2 separate regions of the Rattus norvegicus genome follow, and region 1 is linked to region 2. Evidence: chromatin contacts called from public Hi-C data. All regions are on one chromosome and are shown on one strand. The core of a region is the stretch at or near the end of the contact, and the rest is flanking DNA. Distances in the headings are between cores, read along the strand shown.

Region 1 (4,625 bases), core at 652-3,151, 75 kb before region 2:
CTTGAGAGCAGAAGGAGGTCACTGTCACTTTAAGAGGGAAAGCAGTGGTGCTGCTGATAAAGCCTAGAGATTGCCAAGAGAAGAGAAACATATCCGTGGCATTTGGGTTGGGCACTGCTGTGGATCATGGGATTTTGATGTCTGTGGGAAAAGGAACAGTCATAAAGAAATCTCAGAGTCCAGATCATAGCTGGACACATAACTCAGTGACAGGAGACTGTTATGGCATCTCAGAAGTCTGGTCCAATCTTCGGAACAGTAATGTATAAATTAAAAACAGGCATCTATTTTATTTTATATTATGCATCCACAATAAAACTATGTGTGTTTAGAAGAAGCAAAGACCATACTCTCAGAACCATAGATTTGAAACCCATGAAACCCATTTCTTTAGAGCTGAAAATTCGTGACTATTCTGCTTCCACAATAGAAGGAAAAAATGTGGCTGATATTGTTGAGTAGTGGGTATTGAATTAAAATTGCAGTGGGCTGGATATTTGGTTAGAACACACACAGGAACTTCATTCTCTCAGCTGAGAAGTTCTAACAGAAATAGTGTCCTCTTAGCAAACCCAACTAGTACCCAGATGTTGGCTCTAGCACTATTTGCTCAAAAATAGGATCAAAATATTTCCTCAGAGAAATAGCTGATTCTAGGGCTGGGACAGGAAATGTGCAGAATTAGCCTAGACCACTTTATAGTGCCAGAAATGGAGGAAGTGCTAAGAACCAAACTACAATGACACAGTCATGTGAAAGGAACATGAGGCCAAGTGAAAGAACTCAGAGTAGCCAAAGCTGGGACAATCTGTGCCCAAAATAAAGGAAGTAGCATTGAACTATCATCCCAGGTAGAAAATAAACACCGTGGGTTAGTGTCGGTGCAAACAAATGATTAAATTAATTAATAAGTGATGGAGAAACAATCTCCATTGTAGAAAAATTCCTGGAATTATTGCAGATTCTCTGTACTAAGGGCAAAATCGTCATCACCACTTCTCAGGGACAATGCATGTAGAGACAGACACTCAAAAGATGCAACATGGAGAGAATAGATGGAGCAGTTTTACTTTGGAGAAACCTGGCAAATGCTACCTTAGCCCAGAAATCAAGTCAATATCAAAGATGCAAAATTATGTTAACATCTACCCTTGATACAATGCAATGAATCTTCTTCCTGGTCCTAATAATCTATGCTTACAAAACATATTCTAGCAGCAAGGCATCCTATACCACACCTGATCAGTACTCCACAAATTATCCAGGGCCATCACTGACCCGTGTCTTCCATAGAAAGCATTCATCTCTTTTCCCCCGAATAATACTTTTATTGATTCTCTGTGAGTTTTACATCAAATACCTGGTCACAATCCCTTCACAGTCCTTCTAGCAAACATTTGTCTTTTTCTATCTTACACCCACAGTACTTAGCAAAGGGCAGCCGTTTCACAGTCGCTGTTAATGACACTGACATATTAAATTTTTTATCTATAAAAGGAAGTTTTTCTAACTCAGTAAAGTAATAACTCTGAGCTGACTTTCAGCAACAGCCCTATGAGTTCAGAATCTGGTCATTGTTGTACAGAAAATATGTTTTTCAAGACTCTTAAACAAGCTAAAGAACAAGTGAAAGTCCAAGAGGAGAGAGGAAATCTGAGACCAAAGGGAAATGCTGGAAGTGTCTGGCTTGAGCTGGTTGTTTTATCTAAACTGGATAAAGGAATTGAAGCCTTGGCTTTGAACGTGGTTGTTTATCTACCCAAGGCAACACTGTGTAGGCATTTTACACAACCTGAGGAAGTGGTGGATACTTGGAATGGAAAAGAGGTTTCACAGAGAGGCAAGTTGGCATTACTGCCAACAGGTTGCTGCCAGATTCGAGCAAGATGACCTGAAGACACATTCCACAGCCTTAGACTCCGTGCCCCGAGCTGTGACGTCTCTGCAGTAGACTGTCAGGACGCCTGAGGGAGAAACGCTTGCACATACTAAAACTCTACAATGATTAACAATCACTTGCAGTTTTGAAGTAGGGTCTCACTCTCTGGATCAACTTGGCCTCAAACCTGTGTGGCCCCTTCACTTCACGACCTAGTAGCATTAGAGGCGTGTTCCACCGTGCCCCACCTAAAACCTACTTTTAACAACTTAAAGTGTTTTGAAATTGAATGATTATAACATGATTTTAGGTGTTTTCATGATTTTCCCAGATGCTAATACCAGAGGGTATTATGTAGAAAGGGACTAAAAATGGGGATATTGGCATAGACCATGAGTAGAAGTGAACATTACTCCACCTGAGTAGGTACTGATCCTGGCTACTACAGTACCTATGAGCAAAATTATCTAAAGCGGGAATTTGAACTAAATAGATAACCAGGCCTCTTGTAGCTAGCCACCATATCACCACCAGGGAGCTTTATAGATATTATGGCTAGAGAAAGTAGTCTGTCATTTGATGGATGTCCCATGTCCAAGGGTTGATGGTGTTGATGAACCTGGTATATGTGTGTAATGAGAACAAGGAGTGAAGGAGGGGACAGGAAAGTGATACCTCCCAATCATTCATTTCCTAAAGGACACTAGGAGGACTGGTGTTATAGTCCCATCTGAGAAACAAGTCCACTCAAAAAAGGAAGCTGAAATAAAGCTCAATCCAATCAGTATTACCCTTGTCCTTTTTTTTTTTAATAGGAAGCCAACTTCTGTCGTAGTGGAAACATACGCACATGCAATACACACAAGTCTGCACCTTCTGAAGCCCATTACATGTGGGCAAATCTTCTTCATACCACTGACTTAAGCTGGACAATGTCATCTGTGCGTATGCTCTTACATTTCAGAGGTGCTGCAGGGAACATCAAGTGCCCAAAGCTTACCAAGGACTATTAAGTGATAGCAAACCCTTTATCGGGTAATTTCTTTTGCGCTTAGAGGGACAGTTAAGTAAATAATACCATGCTGGAATCATTTTCAACAGATAAAGTGGATTCTAAAATTTCACAAAGTCTAAATGTGGTACCGCTGTTTGGGAGGTAAAGAAACTTTATAGTCAAGTGCTTTTAATGAAGGGGATAATTGTCTCCTTCAAGAATGCTAGTTAGAATTCTCAGTGGGGTAAACTGTAGACTCACCAGAGCGAAGAAGACTTTGCTCTTCCAAATGGAAATGAATTGGTGCTCAGTGAGCCTGTAAACCATGCACTGAGCTCCAGCAATAGCATTTCCAACTATTCAGGTTCAGTGAAATCTGTAACAAAGTATCTCACTTTTCAAATCTATATGGTGGCAATGATGCAGTCTTCCACCACTGTTAAACTAGAGGGCCTCTGTCAATTCATCAGTGGACTGTCCCCTCCCTCCTCCAATCTGCCACCTTACTCTCTCCACTGCTTCTTTCCCCTTGGCATTGCACACCATTTCTTCTCTCTCAGCTGAAACAAATATGAACGATCTCTCTCTCTCTCTCTCTCTCTCTCTCTCTCTCTCTCTCTCTCTCTCTCGCTCTCCTTCTCTTTTCCCATTTCTTTAAACATATACGTATCAGGCTCTGCCTGCCTTTCTTCTTTTACGCTCCCCCAAGCATACCTACTGAGTGCTTTTACTATCTCAGATGGACTCTTAGTACCTATAGCCTATGGATGCCTATGTCGGTGTCTACCTTAATATGCCCGTGTTCAATGAAATCTCCTTATAACTTTCTAGAGCCTGTTGGAGTTCACTGCCCTAGCTCTCTTCCCATCTGGCCATTCTAGTCCATACCCTTCAGCTCTTGAATGGTAAGGAGACTTCTATAGTTTACAAGGGGAACACTTTACATACTGTCTTAGAGTGCCTACTGCTTTGAAAAAAAACACTGTGATCAGAAGTAATGAAGATAGGAAAGGGTTTATTTGTCTTACATATCCTGAACGTCAGTCAATGAGGGAAGCTAGGGCAGTAACTCAAACTGAGCAGGGACTGGAAGCAGGTGCTGATGCAGAGGCCAAAGAGGGATGCTGCTTACTTGTTTGCTCAGCCTGCTTTCTTACAGAACTCAAGACCTCCAGCCCAGGGACAGCCCTTCCACATCAATCAGTAATTAACAGAATGTCCTATAGGTTTGCCTATAGCCCAGTCTTATGGAAGTATTTTTCCTAATTAAGGATCCTTCCTCTCAGATGACTCTAGACTGTGTAAAGTGGACATAAAACAAGCCAGCATATATGCTGTCTAGGAAGTGAGCTTAATCCCTTTGCCTTCTAGCTTTAACTTGCCCTCTTCCTGCCTCTAGCTATCTTAGGTTACACTTCTGAAGCTTTCTATCATCTTCTTGGGTATAATTCATTCTGTCCAAAATATCTGTATACACTGAAACCATCTTCTTCCCACACTGTCTCTTCTCTTCTAAGAGCCCCCAATTTACTTGTGGTCCTAAACACTAAAAACAGCATAATATAAGGATTAAGAAGTAGTATCCTACAACACACGGTATGAGTTTGGATCTCAGCTGTCCCACTTCTTAGCCATAACCACTCTCGTGGGCTACTTTTGCATCCATCTGGGCCTCTGGAGATAATGACAGAATCAACATTACAGTGATTTTTACCTAGATCAAGTAAACTAACTTTCGCAAAGCATATATTC
Region 2 (4,269 bases), core at 1,174-3,673:
GGATATTTTATTTATTTACATTTCAAATGTTATTCCCTTTACTGGTTTCCTTCCACAATCCCCCTATCCCATTCCCCCTCCTGCTTCTATGAGGGCACTCATCTACCTACCCACTCCTGCCTTGCCACCCTGGCATTCCCCTACACCAGCAAAACGAGCCTTCACAGGACCAAGGGCTTCCCCTACCATTGCTGCCTGCTACATATGCAGCTGTAGCCATGGGTCCCTCCAAATGTACTCTCTGATTGATGGTTTAGTCCCTGGGAGCTCTGGGGGGTCTGATTGGTTGATGTTGTTCTTTCTAGGGGTTTGCAAACCCCTTCAGCTCCTACAGTCCTTCCCCTAACTCCTCCATTGGGGTCTCCATGCTCAGTCTGATGATTGGCTGCAAGCATCCACATCTGTATTGGTCAGTCTCTAGCACAGCCTCTCAGGAGACAGCTACATCTGGCTCCTGTCAGCAAGCACGCCTTGGCATCCTCAATAGTGTCTGGATTTGGTGGCTACATATGGGATGGATCCCCAGGTGGTGCAGTCTCTGGATGGCCTTTCCTTCAATCTCTGCTCTACTTTTTGTTCCTGTATTTCCTTTAGACAGGAGCAATTCTGGGTTGGAAGGGGAGCATCCTCATAGAAGCAGGGGAAGGGGGATGGGAGAGAGGGGCAACCGGGAAAGGGGATAACATTTGAAATGTAATAAAATATCTAATAAAGAAAGTTAAAAAAAAGAAAAAAGAAAGAAAAAGAAAAGAAAGGGAGGTATTAAGTGTTGCCTGAGAGCTGTCAAGACAGCTATGATTCATGATTCTCTTATGTTTAAAAAAAAAAATACCTAAAGGACCTAGTACAGGTGCAAAGCAAAGCCCCTGCCCTGAGGCGAACAAGGAAGCAATGCCCTGAGGCGAACAAGGAAGCAATGCCCCACAAGAAAGGGCTACAGCAGCGCACAGCTGCCATGGTAAGGAAAGGTCTTGAAGCTGTAGGAGCGCGTCCACTTCATGTGTCCAGGAGGGCCAGGCTGAGGGGTGAGGAAAAGGAAACCTCTCTCAGATGACCGTTGGTACTGGCAATAATCCAAAACTTTTTTCTTGTCCTAGGAATCAAACCCAGAGCCTCAAGCATGTTAAGTAAATGCTCTAATATTGAGCTGTGTATGACCCCACCCCATCTCCCAAATGTAATTTCGTATGAACCTTTAGCAACACATTCATCCATGGAAGAAGAAATTTTTATAATTAAAAAACACGATTCCAAAACTAAATAAATGAAATCAGTGAAGAGCCGAAGAGTGCAGCCACTTGCAACACAACCCAGTCTGGCTTTACGACATTCCTGGATCCACAGTTTCACAGGACTGAGTTTTTTGCACCCTCTGAGCATTTATGCATTAACAGAAAGAAAAAGTGCATTAAATCAGGAGGTCTCATATTTCTGGTCCCAGAAAAATTAAGATGAAAAAGAGAAGGGTTTTGTTTGTTTTCATGTTAGTTTGAAATGAATTGAATGGGGAGAAAAATTAAGAATAGGTGATTTAGGAACTTAATGAATGAAGATCGCTATAGAGTTTGATAAAATCGCTAAGATGATAGTCAATGCATAATGAAAGATTCTCACTTCACATACAACATATCAGCCATGTTTTCTCCCCCCCCCCTCCAGATTAATAATTACCTGCTACGTATGTAAAACTTCCTCCGCCAGAAAATGCGAAGTATCCTTGGAAGATAGCTTCTATCAACCGAGAGACCTCTGGAAACTCGGCATCAAAAGCATTCTGAAGCCTTCGCACGTTCTCCTTCCTCCCTGTCACCAGCAAGAACAAGCCGCTGAGGGAAATGAAGCTAAGTATACCCATCTTCAGCACCATGCTCACTGTCTGAAGCCATGACAGCTCTTTCACACCACGAGAATTCAGAATTCCCACAATCCACAGCATCGCCAGGGCCAGACATTTTTTTGGTACAGCCGGGGCAGAGCAGCTGGGATAGAAAGGCTGAATGCCATACTCGGCGAGTAGCAGAGCTTGACTAGCCAGTACGCCTGGGCCCGTAAACAAGGAAGTCCAAAGTCTTAGGAATGCCACAAAAGGGCCAAAGCATCTCTTTAAAAAATAGTAGTGAGCCACCGTGTATGGGAAGGTTATTCCAATCTCTGCAGCACAGAGAGTACTGGTCATGGACAGCACTGCACAGAAAACCCAAACACACAAGGAGACTCCCACATTCATGGAAGAGTACTGTAGCACTCCCTTGGGGGACACAAATATCCCTGCACCAATTATATTGATAATTAAAAAATTTGTCCCCCAGAAATATCCAAGTTGTCTCTTGAGATATATTTTCTTCTCTATATCCATTGCCATTGAGAGTAGTTTACGCTCAACAAAATTCTAGTCTGTGAATGTTTCTACCTATATAGATGCTCTGAATGTACAGCTCTCTTCTTATTCCACCTCTATTAAATATGATCTATGTTCAATAATTAACAAAGTAGGTGTGACACATTTAAGTGAAATAAAATGGGTTGGTTACCTGTAAGGACTTAGTCTGACCTTTCTTTTAATAATTATCAGAATCAGGCATTTCAATTGAAAAGGGAATTTTAAAGGAATCAAGGTTAGGAAACGGGAATAAAGAGTGTTCTTGTTAAAGTTGCTAAGAACTTGTCTGTGCTGTGTTCACTGCATCCACGGACAATTGCCAAGATTAGGTGGACAACTGAAAAGTCACAAGAAAGATACGAGGTGGAAGAAATTTCAAAACTGGGAAACAAGTGGGCTTTTCTGTGGGTATTTATCTGTCTGTCTGTGACTGGGTCTTGCAATATAACCCTGGCTGCCCTGGACCTTGCCTTATACACAAGGCAGGACTAAACCTACACATTACTTCTGCCTCACCAGCATACATCACCATACCCAGATTTCAATGTTTTGCAGTGAGATAAGAGAGGAGATTAGGAAGGAAGCAGAATGAAAGTATGTTGGAGAATACAGAGCATTTTCAGGGAATCAAGACGTAGAGTGCCTATAGTCTCAGCCACTCAGGAGGCTGACACACAAGGATCAATTCAAGGCACAGCATTGCTGGCTTCCCCAAGTGTGGCTGAAATTTTCATCAAGAAATCAAAAATGAAGTGTGACCCCATGGGAAAATTGTCTAATGTAGCTATGCAAACAGGATCACTACACCTTGGAGGTAAGATGGGAGTCAAGGAAGTGCTTCTCCAGGCTTAAAACTTCATGTGTTCTGTTTGGTTTTGAGTGTGACTGGTGACAGTTTCCTTTGTACTTGCCTATTGTCCCCTTTGAATTAATTCTTCTGTCCTATGTCTATCCCAACACTGCATTTTGGAAGTAGATTTTTCTTTCATTTCATACTTTCAAAACTGCAGTGAATTTTTCCCAGGATGGTGCAGGACTTAAATCTGACCCATATTCAAGTCAGATGATCAATCTTTTGAGTTGGTGCTAAATGGACTGATACTTGGAGATTATTGGAATTGAATTAATGTATTTTACCTGAGACTATGACACATATTTGGGAAAGAATATTATGGCTTGAATGTATTCTCTAAAATTGTTCAGGTACTGAAAAAAAATGAATTCCCAAAGTTATAGGTCAATGGTATTGGAGAGAACTATTGGAAGTTAGAGTTAGGTGAGATCATAAAGGTGGGATACCATGACAAGGTTAGTGGCTTCATAAGAAGAGAAAGAGACACCCAGGATGGTTGTTTTGTCTTTCTTCCAGTTCTAGGATACAGTAAGCATATCCTCACTAAATACTGAGCAGACAGCAGGTCCATGCTCTTAGACTGCTCACTGTCCAGAACCAAGAGCCAAATTCTTCTAAATGACTTAGCATTCTTCACAGCAAGAACAACAACAACAAAGAATATAAGTTACTAAGGATGAGAAATTTCATTAACCAAGAAAGATTAAACTCACACTACAGACAGAGGTTGAAAATTAAACACCGCTTCACATAGAACCCAGAGGAATTTGCCCCTGGCCACTGTGAGTTCATTCATTCCTCCCTATAAATCGTTTACTATCCTAGTAAAATTTGCCTACAGCTTCTTCACCTCCATCTTTCCTATGTAAGAGTCAATCACTGGGGGCCTCTTTGAGCCTCATATTTTATGTGGCTCCTGTATACATGTGACTGTTAATAAACCCATGGGTTTTTTCTCCTTTTAATCAACCTATTGCCTATTTATTTTAGCAGTCTTAAAATTTCAAACTTTTATTAGGAGAGAAAAACATTCCCT

What was found. Hi-C and Micro-C count contacts between places; a contact is called where the count stands out from the background.
Region 1: a Hi-C map of kidney shows a contact between it and region 2, with 1.9 times the contacts expected there. The contact joins the enhancer-like site here to the promoter of Slc7a13 in region 2. A contact is called at or near these places in 3 of 12 Hi-C or Micro-C datasets (Schwann cells, kidney and liver).

The regions. Positions count from the first base shown.
Region 1 is chr5:38,146,342-38,150,966 of GRCr8, reverse strand. The region is part of intron 2 of Atp6v0d2 (ATPase H+ transporting V0 subunit D2); the gene reads left to right. Among named protein-coding and RNA genes, the nearest start is that of Atp6v0d2, 34 kb to the left of the region's middle. Within about 2 kb of position 1,901, at least 4 of the 93 cell types and tissues checked have an H3K27ac peak or open chromatin away from gene starts, as enhancers often do. A contact at or near this core is called in kidney, where this site is marked.
Region 2 is chr5:38,072,452-38,076,720 of GRCr8, reverse strand. Slc7a13 (solute carrier family 7 member 13) reads right to left here and starts at 2,423. Exons shown (of 4, transcript NM_001012100.2): 1 at 1,672-2,423. The coding sequence starts at 2,362.